Regions from separate parts of the Sus scrofa genome. Here region 2 is linked to region 1. The links are chromatin contacts, called in public HiChIP or PLAC-seq maps. All regions are on one chromosome and are shown on one strand. Each heading gives the region's core, a stretch centred on a gene start, on an enhancer-like site or on the middle of the called end of the contact. The rest is flanking DNA. Distances are from core to core; before and after follow the strand shown. Region 1 overlaps CYTIP (cytohesin-interacting protein). Region 2 overlaps LOC102166560 (a long non-coding RNA gene).

What was found. HiChIP or PLAC-seq counts read pairs in DNA pulled down with a chosen protein or histone mark.
Region 2: an H3K27ac HiChIP or PLAC-seq map of alveolar macrophages shows a contact between it and region 1. The contact joins two enhancer-like sites. A contact is called at or near these places in 2 of 2 datasets of contacts at active chromatin or transcription factors (alveolar macrophages and skeletal muscle).

Annotation. Positions count from the first base shown.
Region 1 is chr15:64,386,756-64,391,310 of Sscrofa11.1, forward strand. The region is part of intron 2 of CYTIP (cytohesin-interacting protein); the gene reads right to left. Among named protein-coding and RNA genes, the nearest start is that of CYTIP, 32 kb to the right of the region's middle. Within about 2 kb of position 2,191, at least 15 of the 83 cell types and tissues checked have an H3K27ac peak or open chromatin away from gene starts, as enhancers often do. A contact at or near this core is called in alveolar macrophages, where this site is marked.
Region 2 is chr15:64,741,989-64,746,543 of Sscrofa11.1, forward strand. All of the region lies in intron 1 of LOC102166560 (a long non-coding RNA gene), which reads left to right. Among named protein-coding and RNA genes, the nearest start is that of ACVR1, 150 kb to the right of the region's middle. Within about 2 kb of position 2,428, at least 4 of the 83 cell types and tissues checked have an H3K27ac peak or open chromatin away from gene starts, as enhancers often do. A contact at or near this core is called in alveolar macrophages, where this site is marked.

The DNA of each region.
Region 1 (4,555 bases), core at 941-3,440:
AGATTGTGAATGGAATCTAAAAGTCCATTAGCAATACAAAAATTTAAGTTTCTGTTCAATGAAAGCTATAATGTACATAGGTTAAAGCTAAGTGGCAGCAAGAAATTATTTGTAGCAATTGATTAAAGGCCAAAATACATTAAAAATACTTTAAATTGTGCTTTGAAGAAAAATACTTTTAAATGAACAAAGGCTATGAATAGATTCTTTACAGAAAAAGCACAAATAATCAATGTACTTATTAAAGGATATTCAAACTTATTAGTAAGAAAAAAAGTAAACCTTTAATAACAGCTAGATACTGATTTTTGCCCACCAAAAATGAACAAAATCCAAAAACTGGTGATACCCAGTACTGGCAAAGTTACAAGTAAATAGGCTCTTAACACTTTGTAGGAATATAAATAAAGCTTAATTAGTAGGGTGATTTAACAGTATTGAAATTTAAAACATGCACACCAGGAATTCTACCTTTAAGAATTCACCTTACAAAAGTACTATTACGAGTGCAGAAAACAGGAACAATTCTAGCAGCATTGTTTATAATTGTAAAAAAGTGGAGTTTTAAATGTATAGCAATTGAGAAGCATCTAAGTTACGATAATTTAATTCACCTAGAATACTCTGCAGCCATTAAAGAGTATAAAATAAACATTTATATGCATAAAGTTCTTTAAGACAAAGGGAAAAGATAGAGGAACAAAGTGCATAACATAATCCCATTTATTCCTTTTTTCTTAAAGAAAGATCACAAATGTACATGTACACTAACATATCAACATAGAAAATACCATGCGTATATGGATAGTCCCCCATTTATGATGGTCCGACTTAGGATCTTTTTGACGTTATGGTGAAAGCAGTAGCATTCAGTAGAAACCATACTTTGAATTGCGAATTGTGGCCTTTTTCAGGCTAGAAGTATACTTTCTCATGGTGCTGGGCAGGGCAGCAAGCCATAGCTCCCAGGCAGTCACATGATCACAAGGGTAAACACCCCATACATTTCACCATTCTGTACCCATACAACCATTCTGTTTTTCACTTTCAGTGCATTACTTAATAATTTACATGAGGTATTCATCTCTTTTTAATTTTTATTTATTTTTTGTCTTTTTGCCTTTTCTAGGGCCACTTCCCATGGCATATGGAGGTTCCCAGGCTAGGGGTCGAATCAGAGCTGTAGCACCACAGCTCACAGCAATGCCAGATCCTCAACCCACTGAGCAAAGCCAGGGATCGAACCTGCAACCTCATGGTTCCTAGTCGGATTCATTAACCACTGCGCCACAACTGGAACGCCTCATCTCTTTTTATAAAATAGGCTTCACATAAGACAATTTTGCCCAGCTGTAGGCTAATGTAAGTGTTCTGAGCATGGTTAACGTAGGCTGGGCTCAGCTACGATGTCCTGTAGGTTAGATATAACAAATGCATGTTTGGCCTAAAATATTTTCAACTTATAATGGATCTATCAGGATATACCCCATTGTAAGTTGGGTAAGAACTGTATATGCTAATCTATTAAGAGTGGTTACCTCTGGAGAAGGAGTTGAGGGAGTAAGTGTGGAGGGTTGTGAAGGAAGACTTTCGAAATGTGTTCTATCAATGGTTTTAGCCTTTTTAAATAAGCATGCATTCTTATATTAGTTTGCCAACTTTTTAAATATTAATAACTCACAGAGAAGTTTTAAAAGCCAGTTACGTTTTGTTGATAGTAGCATGATTTTCTAAGTCCTCATACGGTTTATATTTGCTAATGAGGATTACTGGTTTATCAACTGAATGTTTGGCACTTGCTTATAGGCTAAGGTTTTATTTTTGCTTAATGAGACTTTTAAAGGTAATTCTTTCATATTTCTTTATCTTTTTCTTCCAGCCAAGTAAAATTCCTCCTCAGAAAGGACTGCTGAAGTCTCCACAAAACAGTACAAAAAAGGAGAATAACAATCACAGGCCACCCATTTTTACAGAAACCAAGGGCATTGAAATATGTATTTCTCAAGTGGCAGTTCAGTTCTCAACTGTCTAATTCAGTTCTCATTTGTTATTTATTACTCCACCCTCCCTATCATATACACACTGTTCCATTTCAAAATCCAAATCTTTTATCAAAATTCAGGGTAAACAAGTGACAGGGTTCCTTCCTCTTCCCCTAACTCACACCCTGTGTCACCCTCAGGCTTCAGCTTTTACTAAAGTTGCTCAATAGGCATGGTCAGAGCCACCCCACAGAGCTGGGAAGGGCTTCGGGGCTTTAGAAACTAACTTCTTAGAAAGCAAGAAACCTGTTTAAGACTGGAATTTTGCGTAATACTTGGAACAACCAAATACTTTCTTGAGAGGTAGGTAATTTCCCTTGGGCCCCTGAATGAAATCCAAATTTTTAGCCTGTCTTTTGAGGTTGTGTATGTTCTAGTAGATCCTATGACATCATATCAAACCACATCCTGATTATACTGGCCTTCCTTCTAACCCTTCAACAGAATGCAATTTCTCCCCAGGGTTCTTCCCTCTAACACTGTTCCCCCCTTCTCCCCCCCATTGATCTTCATTTGTCTTGTTCTCTCTGTAACTGTCTCTCTATCTTTCTGTCTCTCTCTCTGGCTCTGCCCCCCCACCCCAAATCTCAGTTCAAATATCATCTACTAGAGAGGCCCCAAATATTCCCAACTGAGTGGATAAATGTGTTAAACAGGCCACATCCAAATGGAAGAGCTCCAAGGAAGAGTTTTCACATTGAAATTCCCTAAGCAGACACCCCTCCAATCTGCTCACCACCCAGAGCTGCCCAAATTGGCCCCACTACCTGTAAGGGACTTTCCTTTAACAATAATAAGAGAATCAACAGAGAAGGGCCACCAGGGAGCAACTTAATGGAATGCTCCTCCCTTACTTGTTTTTGTTTTCAGAGTCTAGGAATGTACATGAGTGTGGGTGTGTGTTGGGTCGGGGGACATGGGTGTGTGCCAGAAGGCAGTTCAGAAGAGCAATAAGGCAACTTCTTAGAATGTCAGGAATCTCTATTTTCCTTCTATTCCTATCTACTTACATTTTCCAAAACAGACATGATATCTCAATTTCTTTGAGATTCAAATGTAATAAAGGGAAGGATAGTATATCAGACAGAATATCAAACATTTCTATGTGACCAAAGCCTAGCACAGAGCCTGACTAGCAGTGGGCATCAGTAACTATATCTTAATTTTATTGAATTAAAATAATAAAGCAAAACAGATACAGCAAAAGGTAGTAAGCACAAGAGAAAAAGCAGTACATTCCTGTTTGGTAAATCCATAGTGTTTGTTAGAATAGAATAGAATCAACAGTACATAGAACTGAAGCTATATATATTCTTGAAGTTATAAGAAGATACTAGCTGAATTTACACAAGGTTAGACTGCAAGGACCCTCAGAGCCATCTCATTAACTTCCTTTATTTTTAGATAAGGAAAAATAAGACCTGGAAAATTTAAATTTGCCAAAAAGACAGAGTAATTTAGTGGTAGATCTATGACTAGACTACTTGGTCTCCTTCTATTTAATTCTACAAATATTTCCTGAGAATGTAGTCATAGTAAGAGCTAGGCAATGTGTTAAAGGTTTAATCTCATAAAGCAATGAGAATGGTGTAATATTTAGATGAGGATACTGAGACAAACTGGACTGCTCTGTGTTCCCTGAATATGCATACCTCTTTCCATCTTAACCTTTGTTCATTACCCTTGGTTCACCTGGATTTACCTACTCCATCTCTATCTAGAAAGCCCTTCCATTCTCCCAGGTCCAACTTAAATACTACATCCTTCACGAAGCCTTGCCCCATATCCCCAAGCAGACAGGAGCATCACCTCCCCAGAACATCCAAAGCACATCTAAAGGATCTCTCTTATGATAAATCACACTTTGCCTTGTGAAGATCATATATACCTGTCTTTTCTTCCCTAATAGCTTGTGAGCTCACCTCCCCCAGCCCCACCCCAAGACATAGTTCCTTTCTCCTTCATCTCTCTATCCCTCAATCCCTTAAAATAGTGACTTTCTCACAAGAGCTACTTGGTACGCATTTGATGAATACATCCTTAATCTGCCCAAAGCTCTGGCAGTTGATTTATTCTCCCAGTTATTATTTCCTTTGAGCAATACAGGTCTTTGATGAATAATATTTACTGTGCGCTTAATACTTAAATGTAATTGATGTTTGCCATGTTGTTTGACTTAATTGCAATGAGTATGAAAGGAAAATCCATACAGTAATAGTATATATGTGATACTTTATTTCTATGATAAGCTGCCATTAGTTGCAATATTCACCACTGATTTATTAACTACTTTTAAGGAAAATGTCAGCATTAAATGTATTCATAGATGGTAAGAATCATTCTAATTTCAGAAATGCAAAGTGGGAAGAAGATGTGAATCAGAGGTGAAGAAGTACGGTCAGGGCTCTTTTCTCCCAGCATAGCCCACAAGGTGCCCTAGGAGGTATGCACATTAAATTAAACTTGTCCAGTCAGTCCTTAAGGCAGAACACAGCCTGGCATCTCATTTGTCC
Region 2 (4,555 bases), core at 1,178-3,677, 360 kb after region 1:
GTTAATGCTTTCCTTTGCTGTGAAAAAGCTTTTAACTTTAATTAGATTCCATTTGCTTATTTTTCCTTTCTCTCTTAGGAGATTGACCTAAGAAAATATTGCTACAATTTATGTCTGAGAATATTTTGCCTACGTTCTCTTCTGGGAGTTTTATGGCATCATGTCTTATTTTATTTAAGACTATAAACGATTTTGAGGGGGGATTTGTATATAGTGGGAGGGAGTGTTCTAATTTCATTGACTTATATGTGGCTGTCCAGTGTTCCCAATACCACTTGTTGAAGAGACTGACTGTTCTCCATTGTATATTCTTACCTCCTCTGTTGTAGATTAATTGGCCGTAGGCATGTGGTTTATTTCTGAACTCTCTATTATGTTCTAATGATCTAAATTTCTGTTTTTATGCAGAAAACATGCTATATTGATTACAGTAACTTTGTTTAGTATGTCTAAAGTCTGGGAGGGTTACACCTCCAGGTTTTATCTTTTCCCTCAGAATTGCAGAAGCAATTCTCTGTCTTTTGTTGTTCCATGTAACTTTTATTTGTTCCAGTGCTATGAATAATGTCCTGGGTGTTTTGATTGGAATTGCATTAACTCTGTGGATTGCTTTGGATAGTATGACTGTTTTAACAATATCAGTTTTTCCAATCCAGAAGCATGAAATATCTTTCCATTTCTTTGAATCATCTTCAGTTTCCTTTATCAATATTCTATAGTTTTCAGCATATAGGATTTTCACCTCCTTGACTAAGTTTACTTCTAGGGTTTGTTTTTCATGTGATTACAAATGCAATTTTTTTTTTTTTTACTTTCTGATATTTCATTATTTGTATAAAGAATGCTATAGATGTCTATTAATTTTGTATCCTGCTCCCTTGCTGAAATCATGTATTAGTTCTAACAGCTTTTGTGTGGAGACCTTGGGTTTTCTATATAGATTATCATTGTCATTGCAAATAGTGACAGTTTTACCTCTTCTCTTCTAATTTGGATATGTTTTTTCTTTTTGTTGTCTGATTATTGTGGCTAAGATGTCCAATACTATGTTAAATAGGAGTGGAGGGAGTAGGTGTCTTTTTCTTCTTCCTGACTTTAATGGAAGGGCTTTTAGCTTTTTACCATTTAGTATTATATTGGCTGTGGATCTGTCATGAATGGCTTTTAATATGTTAAGATATGCTCCCTCTGTACTCATATTAGTGAGAGTTTTTATCATAAATGGATGTAGAATTTTATCAAATGCTTTTTCCACAGCTATTGAAATGATCATGTAGTTTTTGTCTTTCACGTTGTTAATGTGCTGTAAAACATTGATTTATATATGTGGAACCATCCTCGAAAACCTGGAATGAATCCAACTTGGTCTTGGTGTATGATCTTTTTCTCTGTATTGTTGGATTTTGTTAACTTTTCATTGTGGGTTTGTGTATCTATATTTATCAAAGATAGTGGCCTGTAAGTTTTTTTGTAGTATCTTTGGTTTTGATATCAGGGTAATCATAGCCACTTAGAATGAATTTTTGGGTGTTCCCTCTTGGTCAGTTTTTGGAATAGTTTCAGAAGGATAGGTGTAAGTTCCTCTTTGTATATTTGGTAGAATTTCCCACTGAAGCTGTCCATTCCAGGACTTTTGTTTGCAGGGAGTTTTTATTATTATTATTACTACATTAACTTCTAGTGAAGAGTCTGTGCAGATAATTTTTTTTTTTTTTTGTCTTTTTGCTATTTCTTTGGGCCACTCCCATGGCATATGGAGGTTCCCAGGCTAGGGGTCTAATCGGAGCTGTAGCCACTGGCCTACGCCAGAGCCACAGCAACGCGGGATCCGAGCCGTGTCTGCAACCTACACCACAGCTCACGGCAATGCCGGATCGTTAACCCACTGAGCAAGGGCAGGGACCGAACCCACAACCTCATGGTTCCTAGTCGGATTCGTTAACCACTGTGCTACGACGGGAACTCCCGTGCAATTATCTTGACTTAGTTTTGGCAGGCTATGTTTCTAGAAACATATTCATTTATTCTGGATGGTCCAATTAGTTGATGTATAATTGTTTATAATGTTATCATATTTTTGTATTTCTGTGGTACTAGGTGTTATTTCTCCTCTTGCATTTCTCATTTTTGCCCTCTTTCTTCTTGGTGAGCATGTTGATTTGTTTTTTTTAATCTTTTAAAGAAACAGAACTTGGCTTTGTTGATCATTTCTCTCTTGCTTTTTTTTTTAATCTCTATTTCACTTATTTCCTCTCTGATCTTTATTATTTTCTTCCTTCTGCTGACTTTGGGTTATGTTTTTTCTTCTTTTTCTAATTCTTTTAGGTGGTAGGTTAAGTTTATTTTTTTGTTGTTTTTGCTTTTGTTTCCCTTTTTGGCTGTACTCACAGCATGTGGAAGTTTCAGGGCCAAGAATCACTGTGCCACAGGAGTGACTCAAGCAGCAGCATTTGCATGCTGGACCTTTAACCTTCTGAGTCACAGGAGAACTCCTGACTAGGTTCCTTTTTTTTTTTTTTTTTTTTTGAGATATATTATTTCATGAGGAATGGCTTATATCACTCTGAACATCCCTCTTAGATCTGCTTTTGTAGCATCCCCACATATTGTAAGTTTCTGTTTTCACTTTCATTTGTCTCTAGGTATTTTCTGACTTGTTCTGATTTCATCATTGACCTGCTGGTTTTTTAGTAGCATGTTGTTTAGTCTCTATGTGTTTGTTCTTTTCCCATTTTTCTCTCTGTGGTTGATTTCTAGTTTCATGCCATTGTGGTCAAAAAAGATACTTGAAATAATTTTTTGTCCTCTTAAATTTGTTGAAGCATGCTTTGTGACCTAATTTGTGGTCTGTCCTAGAGAAGATTCCATGCATGCTTGAGAAGAGTGTATATTCTGTTTTTTCTTGGATTATGTATACTGTACATGTAAATTAAATCTAACTGGTGTATTTGTCATTTAGGACCTCCTTTGCCTTCTTGATTTTCTGTCCAGATTATCTGTCCATTGATATCAGTAGGGTTTTAAAGTCTCCTAGTATTACTTTTGTCAATTCTTACCTTTATGTCTGGTAGTATTTTATGTATTTAGGTACTCCTATATTGGATGAGTATGTTAATAAATATAATATCCTTTTCTTGTATTGATTCCTTTATTAAAATATCTTTTTTGCCTTCTTTATGTCCTTTAAGTCTATTTTGTCTGATATAAGTATTGCTTGCCCCCTTTCTTGTCATATGCATTTGCATGAAGTATCTTTTTCCATCCCCTCCCTTTCAATCTGTGTCTTTCACCCTAATGTGAGTCTCTAGTAGGCAACATAAAGATTTGTTTTCTTTTATCCAATCCGCTCCTCTTTTAATTGTAGCATTTAGTCCATTAACATTTGAAGTGATTATTGATAACTATTGTTATTTTAATCTTGTTTTATAGTTGTTTCATAGTTTATTCATTTCTTGTTTTTCTTTGTGCAATTTGATTATTTTTCCCTTGTAGTATGCTAGAGTTTCCATGAATCTATTATGTTTTTGATTTGTGATTGCCATGGATTTCAAGTCTTTTGACTCATGTCCATATGGATTTGCTTTAAACTGAGTCATTCAAGTTCAGATGCATTGTAAAAGATCTATGTTTTTCACTTTTACAGAATTTTTTTATTTTTTAATCTCTGTACCGTCAAGCCTCACTCCTTTTATTTATTTGGCTTTCCTATTGTGCTCCTCCATTTCCCATAGATTCTTACTTCTTTTCTATTTAGAGAAGACCCTTTAATATTTGTTAGAGTAGGTTTAGTATTGCTTAAGTCTTTAGTTTTTGTTTGTCTGAGATATACTTTATCTCTTCTTCTATGCTAAATGATAATATTGCTGGGTCAAATATCCTAGATTGCAGATTTTTCCCTTTCAGTACTTTGAATATACCATGCCATTCCCTTCTGGCTGTCAAAGTTTCTGGAGAGAAGTCAACTGATAGCTTTAAGGGGGATCCCTTGAAACTGATGATTTTCTTACTTTTTTTTTTTGTTTGTTTGTTTGTTTTGTTGTTTTGTGTTTGCTTTTTAGGGCTGCACCTGAAGCATATGGAAGTTCCTGGGCAAGGGGTCAAGTTCGAGCTTCAGCTGCCATCCTATGCTACAACTACAGCAATACGGGATCTGAGCCACATCTGACACCTACACCACAGCTCACCTGATGGCAACACTGGATCCTTAACCCACTGAGCAAGGCCAGGGATCGAACCCATATCCTCATGGATACTTAGTTGGGTTGTTACTGCTGAGCCACAATGGGAACTCCTCTTGCTGCCTTTAGAATTCTATCTTTCACTTTTGCCATTGTAATTATATGTCTTGGTGTGGGTCTGTTTTGGTTCACCTTGTTTGGACTCTCTGCTTCTTGGACCTCTGAAACCCCTTTCATGTATAGGTTGGCACATTTTGTATTATCTCATAGATCTTATATGTTTCTTTCATCTTTTTGTATTTCTGTCAGCTGTTCTGATTGATTTCCATTATTTTATCTTCAAGATCACTTATTTTTCTGTCATTTTAGTCTGTTAT